2 separate regions of the Drosophila melanogaster genome follow, and region 2 is linked to region 1. The links are chromatin contacts, called in public Hi-C maps. All regions are on one chromosome and are shown on one strand. The core of a region is the stretch at or near the end of the contact, and the rest is flanking DNA. Distances in the headings are between cores, read along the strand shown. Region 1 holds the start of tko (technical knockout). Region 2 holds the start of Zw10 (Zeste-white 10).

The links. A called contact is a pair of places that touch in the nucleus more often than the background predicts.
Region 2: a Hi-C map of the Kc167 cell line shows a contact between it and region 1, with 3 times the contacts expected there. The contact joins the promoter of Zw10 here to the promoter of tko in region 1. A contact is called at or near these places in 15 of 107 Hi-C or Micro-C datasets (the D17-c3 cell line, the Kc167 cell line, the ML-DmBG3-c2 cell line and 6 more) and 2 of 6 datasets of contacts at active chromatin or transcription factors (both in the Kc167 cell line).

Annotation. Positions count from the first base shown.
Region 1 is chrX:2,442,383-2,448,525 of dm6, forward strand. tko (technical knockout) reads right to left here and starts at 1,594. Exons shown (of 2, transcript NM_080311.3): 1 at 1,352-1,594; 2 at 1-350. The coding sequence starts at 1,403. boi (brother of ihog) reads right to left here. Exons shown (of 9, transcript NM_166940.3): 6 at 4,508-5,215; 7 at 4,260-4,442; 8 at 4,029-4,195; 9 at 1,785-3,211. The coding sequence ends at 2,669. It overlaps z (zeste), which reads left to right and starts at 5,387. Exons shown (of 3, transcript NM_080312.2): 1 at 5,387-6,143. The coding sequence starts at 5,915.
Region 2 is chrX:2,601,862-2,607,549 of dm6, forward strand. Zw10 (Zeste-white 10) reads left to right here and starts at 2,336. Exons shown (of 2, transcript NM_080162.4): 1 at 2,336-3,791; 2 at 3,853-4,963. The coding sequence starts at 2,442. The coding sequence ends at 4,668. It overlaps Klp3A (Kinesin-like protein at 3A), which reads right to left and starts at 2,191. Exons shown (of 6, transcript NM_080314.3): 1 at 1,819-2,191; 2 at 1,058-1,737; 3 at 833-984; 4 at 1-761. The coding sequence starts at 1,737. It overlaps Smyd3 (SET and MYND domain containing, class 3), which reads right to left. Exons shown (of 5, transcript NM_080029.4): 4 at 5,401-5,688; 5 at 4,819-5,335. The coding sequence ends at 4,965.

The sequences.
Region 1 (6,143 bases), core at 344-2,843:
GTGCGCCAAGTCGTAGACTCCGCGCACAGCCTTCAGCTTAACGCCGGGCACGTCCTGCAGACGCCCCACGCGGCACAGTACAATGTTGTGCTCTTGCAGGTTGTGCCCGATGCCGGGGATGTAGGCCACCATCTCCTTGCCGGTGGAGAGGCGCACCAGCACGCACTTTCGATTGGCCGAGTTCGGCTTCTTGGGCTTCTTTATCAGCGTCTTCAGGACAACGCCCTTGGCGAAGGGCTTTCCATCCAGCGGCTGGCGCGGCGGACGCGTCTTTATGTGCGGTCCGCTGCGGTGCATCTGCTGCAGCGATGCCATTCCACGGACGGCGGTCTCATAGCTGCACTGGATGGCTGGCAAAGAAGTGAAAGAGTTAGATATGTCGCTTAAAGAAAACCAGTACAACAAAATTAACTGCTCCAAGTTTGAGATTGCAATCATGATCATTTTTAGAGGTAACACTCCTAGTTGATTATGAGAAAGTGGCTAGACTATAAACACACAAGGGTTCGGCCATCGATCGACTCGATTGAGAATGCAATGATGGGAGCGAAAGAGATCGCTCGAAATCAATAAAGCACGACTGTACCGGCTTCGAAATGCGGACAAAAGGGTCACTTCCACGGACAGTTGGTCAGTGATTGACAATGCCCGCTGGTTCTGTGCTGGCTCCTTTGTCATACGGCTAATCTCTGTGGAAATCGAGAATTGTGGAACGGAGTTGGCGGCTGGCGACAATAATTGCGGCCAAATGACGCGCAAGCATGGAAGTACTCGCTCCGAATCCTGTCAAGCCTTTTTGGCCAGAAACAAAGCGACGTAGCAGCGTTTTCAATTATAAATATGCCAAATGCCACACACAACACAAGCGGCAGGTAATAATTTCCATATGCAGGATTGCCGGACAAACAAATCCGGCACCTATTGTCTCCTAAACTGCGACCTTTTTTTTGCGGTTGAACATTTCCATTGTTTCCGCGCTTTTCCTTCTTTTTCGGGGTGACAGGTTTTCAATTATTTTTCCAATCTAAAGCGGGGGAGCTGCGGAATGTGCATGTTGATGTGCATGTGAAACTGGCAATGAAAATATTCGCAGGCGAAAAGTGCGGCCGCCACGCGCGGCCAACTCAAAAAGAGTTGGTAAAACCTGGGGGAAATGCACGAAAGTCGGGGGGAAAACAAACACTTATGCGCTCCCGGTTTATTTGGTTTTCGCTTCGCAGCGGAAGGGTGGCTAAATGCGCCAAGTCACGGACTCCTGAGGGCCAGTTCCTGCTTAGGAGCAGCTAATGGCCACCAAATCAATTAAAATATTCGATTTTTAAGGTATTTAACTTGGTTTAGTTAAGCTTACCCTGCGAAGCCAACTGTTTCGTAATGCCAAAGGATTGCCGCAGAAAATTCATGCTCTTGGAGTTTTGTTCAGTAGTTTTTTGTTCAGTTTGTAGTACCAGCCGTCGCTCGGATTGGTGGCGCTTGCTCGGAAGCTATTTAGTCGGCCTTTTGTGTTATAAAAGCGCTAAAATATTTAATAATCTAATTCCAATTCAATTCTAATGTGACAATCAGCTGTTGCTGTCCTAGAGCTGGCACAGGTGTCGATAGTCACGCATGGCAGTCACGTATGGTAGGTGCACTCGCTAAAACATGGTGGGTGCATCCGCCAGTGAGAGTTGCCAGATGAAGGCGGGATTTTTAAAAATGGTATTTAAGAATATGAAAATCCCAGTATTTTGAATGACAGCACTTAAATTTCCCATCATTAAAACAAAAATACGTTAAAAAATATGTTTAAAGATTCACTTTTTAATTTCAGGACTCGCATATTCGTTTAAAACTGCCGCCTATGAGCTTAAATCGAGTTTAGGATGCTTCTCTCTTGGGTTTTGTGTATTAGTCACATCTAGAAATGTATTAACTTAATGCTATATAGTTGGTTTGACTTAAACGTACATTAGGTTGCTTGTTAATTGAACTAATCAATTTGAGTTGCTGACGCCTGACGTTTACACTGCAATAAATAAATAACGCTATGCTACAGGGCTTATTCGAGATAAAATTTGGCCCCCGAAATAGTTCTATCAATAATAAAAAAAAAAACTTAACATTAGTAATTCTACTGACTATCTGGCCGGCAGCAACGAAAAAAGTCTTACATTACCAATTCCTTATACTAAAGTTTGTATATTTTCAAATTCAATATTTAACTAAAACAAAACGAAGCAGCATTAACGTTTAACGACTTAGCTGCTTAGCTGTTTTTTTCTTTTAATTAAACGTTCTGCTCGAAATACATTTTAATGAGCTCAAAATGAAAACAAAACTTGATTACTAGTGTTTTAGCACAAAGTTACTCGAGCATTTGAAACGACAGAAACTTCTGTTAATGGCAAATTCCCTAGTTCTAAGCTTAATGATTGGCCAAATTAATTGGTTTTTTGGAAAACTAAACAGTACCGGGTGCCTTAAAGCTAATATTCGAGGGTTTCGAGCTGCTCTGCCGACCTGTCCTACGATTATCTCAATAATACACATCTAGTTTCGGATCCTTAAGTCTACTTGAAACTGTCTGTTTTTGGGGAACCACTTTCGCTTGCCGCTTAGGTATATTTCTCCTCGTTGTGCTGCTCCGCCCACTAGTCCACTAGTTAGTTGCCTCCTCTGCGAGCCATCACACCTCAATACTGTTCAGACTGCCCGACGATATGTTGTCCGTGTGGCTGCCCAGGCGCGTCCTCTTGATCATCGCCCTGCTCGGCATCGGCGATCTCTGGACCCTAGGGCTCCCTGGCACGATGGGTATGCCCACCAGGCCACCCGGATGGCCGGGGTGGTGGTGCAGATGCTGGTGGTGCGGCGGCAGGTTGTTGTTGTTGTTGTTGTGGTGGCTCAGGCCAATATTGAGATTGCTGTGGCTGTTGTGCACCTGCTGGTTGCCCGAGGTGCGTCGCTGTCGCCGCAGGGATGGTATCCTGGTCGGCGTGGGTGTGCCCTCCTCCATATGAAAGCCCCCGGGCTGCTGGTGACCCCTGACACTGCGCTCCATCATCGGCGACGGCTGGTGCGTGGGTGCCTGTTGGTAATAGGCCGAGTGCGGAGGCACCGGCGGCGGCTGCTGGTGGTAGTCCAGTCGCTTGTGCATCAGAGTGGGCGTGCCAGGCGGATGGTACGGCTGTGCGTGGTGAAGGCCATTCTGATGCAGTCCAGAGTTGTTCTGTGGAACATTAGGAGACATAAATTAGCAGGATAGGGCACTAGGCGAATCGTTATTTCATGAGTGAATGAATGACAATGTTGACAAAACAATATCGGCTGGGGGTTGGCTTATCCTGATTGCGGAGGCGGAAAAGCAATAGCACATGGGAGTTGTATGCACAGACTGTCAGCAAGATGATGTTGTCAAAATTGGTATACAGTGTTTGTTTGTATCGGTTGGTATGCGCCCGTGTGCTATTGTTTTCGATCTCAATTGCAGGCTTACTTGGCCAGCGCCGTTTGCTGGTTTCTTGGGCAGCGGAGGTAGCGGCTTGCTGGGCGCCTCCAGCACCGCGTTCGGAGCATCCAGCTGCTCCTGGTCGTGTTTCTGAGGGAGATTCAGTTTAATTGCAGCGTCGCAGGCCTCCAGCGTTTCGCAGGAGGACGAGGCAACCGCCGGTAGCCCCTTTTCATCTTCGTGTCCGTCCTCATCCTGCTGCTCTTCCGCGTTCGACCGCTCCAGGGCTAGATCTCTGGCCATGCAGTTGCCATTTCCATTTCCATTCGCCAGCGGCGGCAGGAAACGCAGCTCCATCACGTTGCGGTTCTGGAACATTGGACTCTCAATTTGCGGGCGAATCTCGACGAGATTTGGCAGAGTTACCAAGCGAAAGTGACAGAGACAGCAAGAGAGAGGGCAAGCGAGACAGAGATACCACGTTCGAAGGGGTGTTTACAATTTGAATTTGAATTTTGACCAACCAACCAGCGAAAAGTTTTGGATGAAGCTGTGTGAAAATTGAGCTCGAGTTTAGACCCGGAAGTTCATGGTTTACCTTATCGGATGCCGTTTCCTGGGCCAGCGGATTGGGCGTAATATTCATCCTCGGAATCACTCCGTTGAGGCGCCTTACATCGCCACTTTTGTGGTGGCCACCAACTCCCAGGACGGCGGAGGTAACAAAGTCCGCTTGAATGTGTTCCAATTGCGGTTTGTTCTCATCTGTGTATGCAGAGATTTAATTTGATAAGCATGAGAATATTCCACTCCATTAAGCTGGACTTACCCTCCGGCTGAGAGTTTTCCCGTCTCTTTAGGCAAAGGCAGACCACCAATGAGGCGATGAGGAGTAGTATGCCTCCGCCAGCGGCACCTGCGATCAGTGGATATAAGGAGTTCTGGTGCTGTTCCACTGCCTTATTGGCTGGCACTGGCGTGGCCGAAGATGAAGCCGGTTGCTCGTGCGTTTCTAAGAAGGAACACAAGTTAAAACATATTTTAAGGCCATCATAGCCCAACCTGAGCTGCACTCACTTCTGGTCCTCGCTTGCCGAATAGCACTGAATTCAGAGGCTGCGTCGGAGTTGAACGATTGCAATTTGAACTCATAAGGGGTTCCTGGACGAAGGAGGTCTATCTTGAAGCTCCTGCTCATTCCGCCATCCACCGTGGCCTTCAAATACTCCGCTGCTGAGTCCGCTGGCCTATAGTAGGCATAGTACCCGTCTATATCCTCATTTTGAGTCGAGGATACCAGGGACCAATGGAGCACCACGGCCGACTCGGAAAGCGTCTCCACCTCGCGTAGTTCCGGCACTGGCAGATTCGACTTGGACGTTCCATTCTGCAGGAAGAACTTGAGGGAGGTGTTGCCCTCCTTGTTGTCGTTATTGGAGTACACCGCCACGATCCGGAAGCGGTAGTACTTGCCGGCGGTCAGTCCCGTAACGGAGGAGGTGAAGTTCTTGGGCGGATTGCCCATTTCATACTCCCTGTCCCGGTTCCGCGCCCGCCAGTGACTGTTCCCCTGGCCAGGCCCGGATCCGTGCGCGTTTCCGTACGGGATATTGTCGCTGGTCGTCTGCCAGTTCTTCCTCCGATTTTTTCCGTCGCCCAACATGCGATACTGCACCTTGAAAAAGGTGATCTGGAGTCCAGAGTTTTGTGGCACACTCCAGCGCAGCATCACGGACTCGTCCGACAGACGGGTGACATTGGGTCGTGACGGAGGCACCATGCTCGCTGTAACAAGCGTTTTTATTAGGTTTATTTTAATTAATTGTCTTGATGTTATTATTTACAATTCTGAACATTTGAATATCTGGCGTTGCCAGACCAGATCATCGATGTACATTTTCATATAAAATCGATGATAAGGAATAAGATCGGATAATTGCTATTCAGAAAGCTCATGAACACTAAGCAACTGACGGAACAATAAATTTATAGATACAAAAATGTAAATTGTTAAAAATGCTGCAGAAGTTAACTTGTTAAAATTAAACGTGTAAAAGACCAACATTATCGATAGATTAGTGATGCAGAATTTAGAGTACACATGATATCGATTGGTATCGACACTACGGCATCGATACCAACTCTCGCATATCGTAAGTGTTTACCAGCTCTGATATTCGAGTGAAAATGTGTGCGTGTAAGCGATTTATTTATTGAGCGGCGACTCTCGGGCGTCCAAAAACTTTTTTATTTCTTTATGTAAACCAACGCGAGCCAAGTCAAGTGCAATATAGAATTGGTGGCTGCATGTCGGGTGCAAGGGGTACCAAGACGGTGACTGACGCACACTAACACACGGGCGCGCGCGCTGCTGCGTCTGTGTGTGCGTGTGTGTGTGCCAGCCACTACTGTGTGTGTATAAGTGTATACAGCGAAGAAGAAGCAAGGACTCAAACTCAAGTGAAAAACTCAAAACAAACTCAAATGTCGGCGCAGGGTGAAGGGGGCGGTGCTGGCGGAAGCGGCGGCGGTGGTGCTGGTTCGGATGGAGGCGGCAATGCTGGCCAAAGCTCCACGGGGAGTGGCACAGTGGCGGTCACCAACGGAGGCAACTCGTCCGCCAAAAACCAGCTGCCGCTCACCCCGCGCTTCACCGCCGAGGAAAAGGAGGTCCTGTACACCCTGTTCCATTTGCACGAGGAGGTCATCGATA
Region 2 (5,688 bases), core at 1,086-3,585, 160 kb after region 1:
GGAATGCAGCATTTCATGGACCTCATCGCCGCCGCTTTCCCCGCCTTCTGTATGGGAACGACTGCTCAGTCGCTGGCGTGACTCATGGCCCTGGGACTCCAGCTCCTCCTGAGTGCGTTGCAATTCTACGTGCACTCGATTCACCAGCAGTGAGAAATCACGCATCTCATTGTCACCATTTGTATTTTCGTTTCCAAATTGCGCCTGTTCTCTTTGATCCAGTTTGTTCTTTAGCTCCGACACATGGCTTCGGAGTTTATCGTGTGCCTGCTCGGCGATGTGGGCACGCATTTCTTTCTCGGTGAGATCGAGCAACGACTGATGAAGCTCTTGCTGTAATTTCCTATTCCTGTCCTGCAGGGTGCGCACCTGTTCCTTAAGCCGCTGGATCTCGGCTGCATTGGCCATTGAACCAGCTAGTGACTCCTCACAGGGAATGGCACCCAAGCCTGCGGCTCCAACAGCGCTAATTAAGGAACTGCTCATCTTGCCGCCCGACAATAGCTCTACACGCAGCTTTTGGATGACGTCCTTCAGCATATTAACCTCCGCCGCATGCGGATCGAGATTGACCACTGGCTTGTTTTTGATTTGCAGTGCTCGATCCGCATAGCGTAGGGTGCTCAATGTCTCGGCCACGTTGTAGTCGGCGGGACTGACGCAAGCAATCATCAGCGTAATGGAATTACCGCCCAGGGAGTCCTGCAGCAGACGCGTCAGCTTGGACTGGCGATAGGGTATGTAGCCAGCGGCCTGGCCAGCTGCAATTTATATGGAATATATAAAAATGGAGATCAATTTTCAAGCCAGTGGCTAAATGATAGATACTCACATCCCAGGGCATTGATCACGTTGCCCAGGGCCAGAAGACCCTTATTGATGTTCACACCCTCTTTGAACCGATCGCCGCTGGCTAGGGTCTTTGAGCAGCGTTCAGAACCAGCCAGATCCACCAGGTTGAACCTGGACGTGGTAACGGATTGCCTATCGGAGATTGGAGGTCAAATGTGTATAAGCATTAAGTATTCTAACGAGGTGATGGCGGCCCACAACATACTTGCCGTCCAGCTTGGTGGCTACTAGCGTCAATGTGAATATGGCATGGGATCTTGAAGAGGTTTCATTCATAGCCGTGGCGGCCACAGCCCGTCCGGCTGAGCCGCGGATCAGATGATCGGTCACTTGCTGGGCGGATGTGACCACTAGCTCGGTGAGGCCCGGCATGATAATACGGTTCTTGACCTCCCTGATGTCTACGGTGGCCTTGTCCCGAGTTTTCGACGAAAAAAGGTCATAGAACTGCTCCTGGTAGAGCTCCACAAAAGAGCATGTGACAGCAAAACGAAATTCGCTCTGCATTTCCGCAATGGCTGTGAATATATCATGAACGGCGCGTGGTATAACGCCCACATGGTCATCTAACACTCCGTTGAAGGCGGTGCCCATAGTGTAGGTCTTTCCGGAACCCGTTTGTCCATATGCCAAGATTGTTACGTTATAGCCATTTAACAGCTTTTTCACTTTGGCCTGTACACACGTCTCGAATAGATCCTTTTGCGAGTCGTCAATGTCGAAGACATAGTTGTACGTATACGACTCATTCCGGTTGACTGTAACCTGTGGCGCTCCATCCGCCGATCGTTCGACGGCAATCCGGCAGCCGCGATCCAACTCGGACTGCACCAAGGGGCGCACGCGCAAGGCCACTGCCACACAGCTGGGATCCTCGCTGGACATCTGGGGGTAGGGGGAGGGAAGGACAATCATAACATTCCATCACCTTTACCGCCATCTCGACCAACACCACCAACCACTTACCTTCTCTGGGGCACAGCAAGTCCGACTTTGGTTAACTGATCAACTGGTTAGCACTTACAAAAACTTAGAATTTTGGTTGGTCTAGATTTTGGAGCAACGCGGCTTCTCCACGCGCAGCCCGGCACTCTCAATGAATTCGATTTTTGGATCAAGGAACTAAACTAATGAAACGCGACGCTAAGAAGCAAATGCATTTCTGCCAGTATTTTTAAAAATGGCGTTGTTATCGATTCGTTGCAGATGTCGATTAGTGGCGCGATCGACGGAGGTGCCGGTGTAGAAAGATTTCGATTTTTTTATAATTTGGCTCTTGAATAGCACATTTGCAAAAATGTGGTTGGACGATTTGTGCACGCCGATTTGACAAAATGAATCATTGACAGTGTATCTACATACTTATACATAAAAATAAAAGCTACCTAGATCTACAACTATTTTAGCTACTGCCAGTGATAAGAGCCCAATTCTTGTCAACTAGCCAATTCGCCGATAGCCGATAGCAGACAGCCGCACATATCTATCGCTTTTTTGAACAATCGTTGGTAGCAACAGGGAATTGCAGAAACCAGTTGTCTTGGGTTTCGCAAGAATTGGAAAAGGAGGATCTGGTCAAAGAGCAGGACATGGAGGAAGAGGCGCCGCGGTTCAATGTGCTGGAGGAGGCGTTCAACGGCAATGGGAACGGGTGCGCCAACGTGGAGGCCACCCAATCGGCCATATTAAAAGTGCTGACGCGCGTTAATCGCTTCCAGATGCGCGTCCGCAAGCACATCGAAGACAACTACACGGAGTTTTTGCCCAACAACACGTCGCCGGACATATTTCTGGAGGAGTCGGGGTCCTTGAATCGCGAGATTCACGACATGCTCGAGAACTTGGGTTCCGAGGGACTGGACGCCTTGGACGAGGCGAATGTCAAGATGGCGGGTAACGGCAGGCAGCTGCGAGAGATCCTTTTGGGTCTGGGTGTCAGCGAGCATGTGCTAAGGATCGACGAGCTGTTCCAGTGCGTGGAGGAGGCCAAGGCCACCAAGGATTACTTGGTGTTACTGGACCTTGTCGGTCGTTTGAGGGCTTTCATCTATGGCGATGATTCCGTTGACGGGGACGCGCAGGTGGCCACGCCAGAGGTTCGACGCATCTTTAAGGCTCTCGAGTGCTACGAGACCATCAAGGTGAAATACCATGTACAGGCATATATGCTGCAGCAGAGCCTCCAGGAGCGCTTCGATCGCCTGGTGCAGCTGCAGTGCAAATCCTTTCCCACATCGCGTTGCGTCACCTTGCAGGTGAGCCGGGATCAAACGCAGCTGCAGGATATTGTGCAGGCTCTCTTCCAGGAGCCCTACAATCCGGCGCGCCTCTGCGAATTCCTGCTGGACAATTGCATAGAACCGGTGATCATGCGCCCAGTGATGGCCGATTACAGCGAAGAAGCCGATGGTGGCACCTACGTTCGATTGTCGCTTTCCTACGCCACCAAGGAGCCCAGCTCAGCGCAGCTTCGCCCGAACTACAAGCAGGTCTTGGAGAACCTCAGGCTGCTGCTGCACACGCTGGCCGGGATCAACTGCAGTGTGTCCAGGGACCAACATGTTTTTGGCATTATTGGCGATCATGTGAAGGATAAAATGCTGAAATTACTGGTGGACGAGTGCCTGATACCAGCTGTGCCCGAAAGCACGGAGGAGTATCAGACATCCACGCTGTGTGAGGATGTCGCCCAGCTGGAGCAGCTGCTTGTAGACTCATTCATCATCAATCCCGAGCAAGATCGAGCCCTAGGGCAGTTTGTAGAGAAGTACGAGACCTACTACCGCAATCGGATGTATCGTCGAGTTCTGGAAACGGCGCGGGAGATCATCCAGCGCGATCTGCAGGACATGGTGCTGGTGGCGCCCAACAACCACTCAGCCGAAGTGGCAAACGATCCCTTCCTCTTCCCACGCTGCATGATCTCGAAAAGTGCTCAGGTAAGTCGTTCGCTAAACGAAACGATTGATTACGCACTAATGGATTCATTTTCGCCGGCAGGACTTTGTCAAACTAATGGACCGCATTCTTCGCCAGCCCACGGATAAACTGGGCGACCAAGAGGCCGATCCCATAGCCGGCGTCATTTCCATCATGCTGCACACCTACATCAATGAGGTGCCCAAGGTGCACCGCAAGCTGCTCGAGAGCATTCCACAGCAGGCCGTCCTGTTCCACAACAATTGTATGTTCTTCACACACTGGGTAGCGCAGCATGCGAACAAGGGCATCGAAAGCTTGGCGGCGCTGGCCAAGACACTGCAGGCCACCGGTCAGCAGCATTTCCGCGTGCAGGTCGACTACCAATCCTCCATCCTGATGGGCATCATGCAGGAGTTCGAGTTCGAGAGCACGCACACGCTGGGCTCTGGTCCACTGAAGCTGGTGCGTCAGTGCCTTCGCCAGCTGGAGCTGCTGAAGAACGTGTGGGCCAATGTGCTCCCGGAGACCGTGTACAATGCAACCTTCTGCGAGCTAATCAACACATTTGTCGCCGAGCTAATCCGTCGAGTGTTCACGCTGCGCGACATTTCCGCACAGATGGCCTGTGAGCTGAGCGATCTCATTGACGTGGTGCTCCAGCGGGCGCCCACGCTTTTCCGCGAACCAAACGAGGTGGTCCAGGTGCTCTCTTGGCTTAAGCTGCAGCAACTGAAGGCCATGCTGAACGCGTCGCTCATGGAGATCACAGAGCTGTGGGGCGACGGCGTCGGCCCGCTGACCGCCAGCTACAAGTCGGATGAGATAAAGCACCTAATCAGGGCGTTGTTCCAGGATACGGATTGGCGGGCCAAGGCCATTACGCAGATTGTATAGGGCGCGTGCGCCTTTTTTGCGAGCGAGGAATGTTGAACGGCGGATAGACATCACATTTGAGGTGGTAAACGGAGTCTAAATTTGATGATCACCATCAATGTGTCCTTACTTTAATTCCTTGAATTGTTTACCACAAATGCCAAAAGTAATAGAATTTGATAATCTTTAATTCTCCGAATGGTTTCTGTTGTACATAGAAAAGTAATTATCCACAAAAATCCATTCCATTCTTCCCGCAACGCAACACAATATTTAACTTAAGACTTATTTAAATGAATAAAAACAACTAAATCCCATTAGTGCGCCTCTTGTCGCGCTTGTAGAACGAGCATGTATAGCTGCTCAGTAAGCAGTCTGTGATCTCGGCCGTGGGTGACGGTTAGGATGCGTTGGGCCTCCTCCAGATGGTGCAGTGCCTCCTTGGAATGGCCCTCGTAGAGCTGAATCTTGCCCAGCTTCATGTGAAGCAGGCCCAATAGCGGATTCCAGGGTCCGTGGTATTTTCGAAAGCCTGGCAGCAAACGTTGCCCGTAATCCAGGGCGTCGCTCCACTTGCCCACTTCGATGGCTGCTTCGAAGGCCGCATCGAGCGTCTTGACGTACCACACATTCAGGGGATGGAACACGCCAGTCTGCTTGTCCAGACACACCTTGCACACATCGAGATCTGTGATCGAGAGAGTGAAAATGTGCTTATTATGGAGCTAATTCCATTTCGTCGCATCTACTCACAGGCCACGTCCTTCATGTTCTCCAGATTGTGCCGGGTCAGAGTCATCGCCTCGTTGAAGGCATTTCTCAACTTGGGACTGATGCCGGCATCGCATCGCGGGCAATTATTGCGGTCCACACTGATTCCCGCACCGCAGTTGCGATTGGGACACAGGGCAGCCAGCATCTCCTTCGATTCCTTGGCATCCGTGCACTTGCTGCACACGCATAGGAAGTAGTAGTGCTCCTTGAGGTCCAGACGCCTCTGCTCCGGCGTATTGAGCAGGTCGATGTAGCTGATGAAGATTT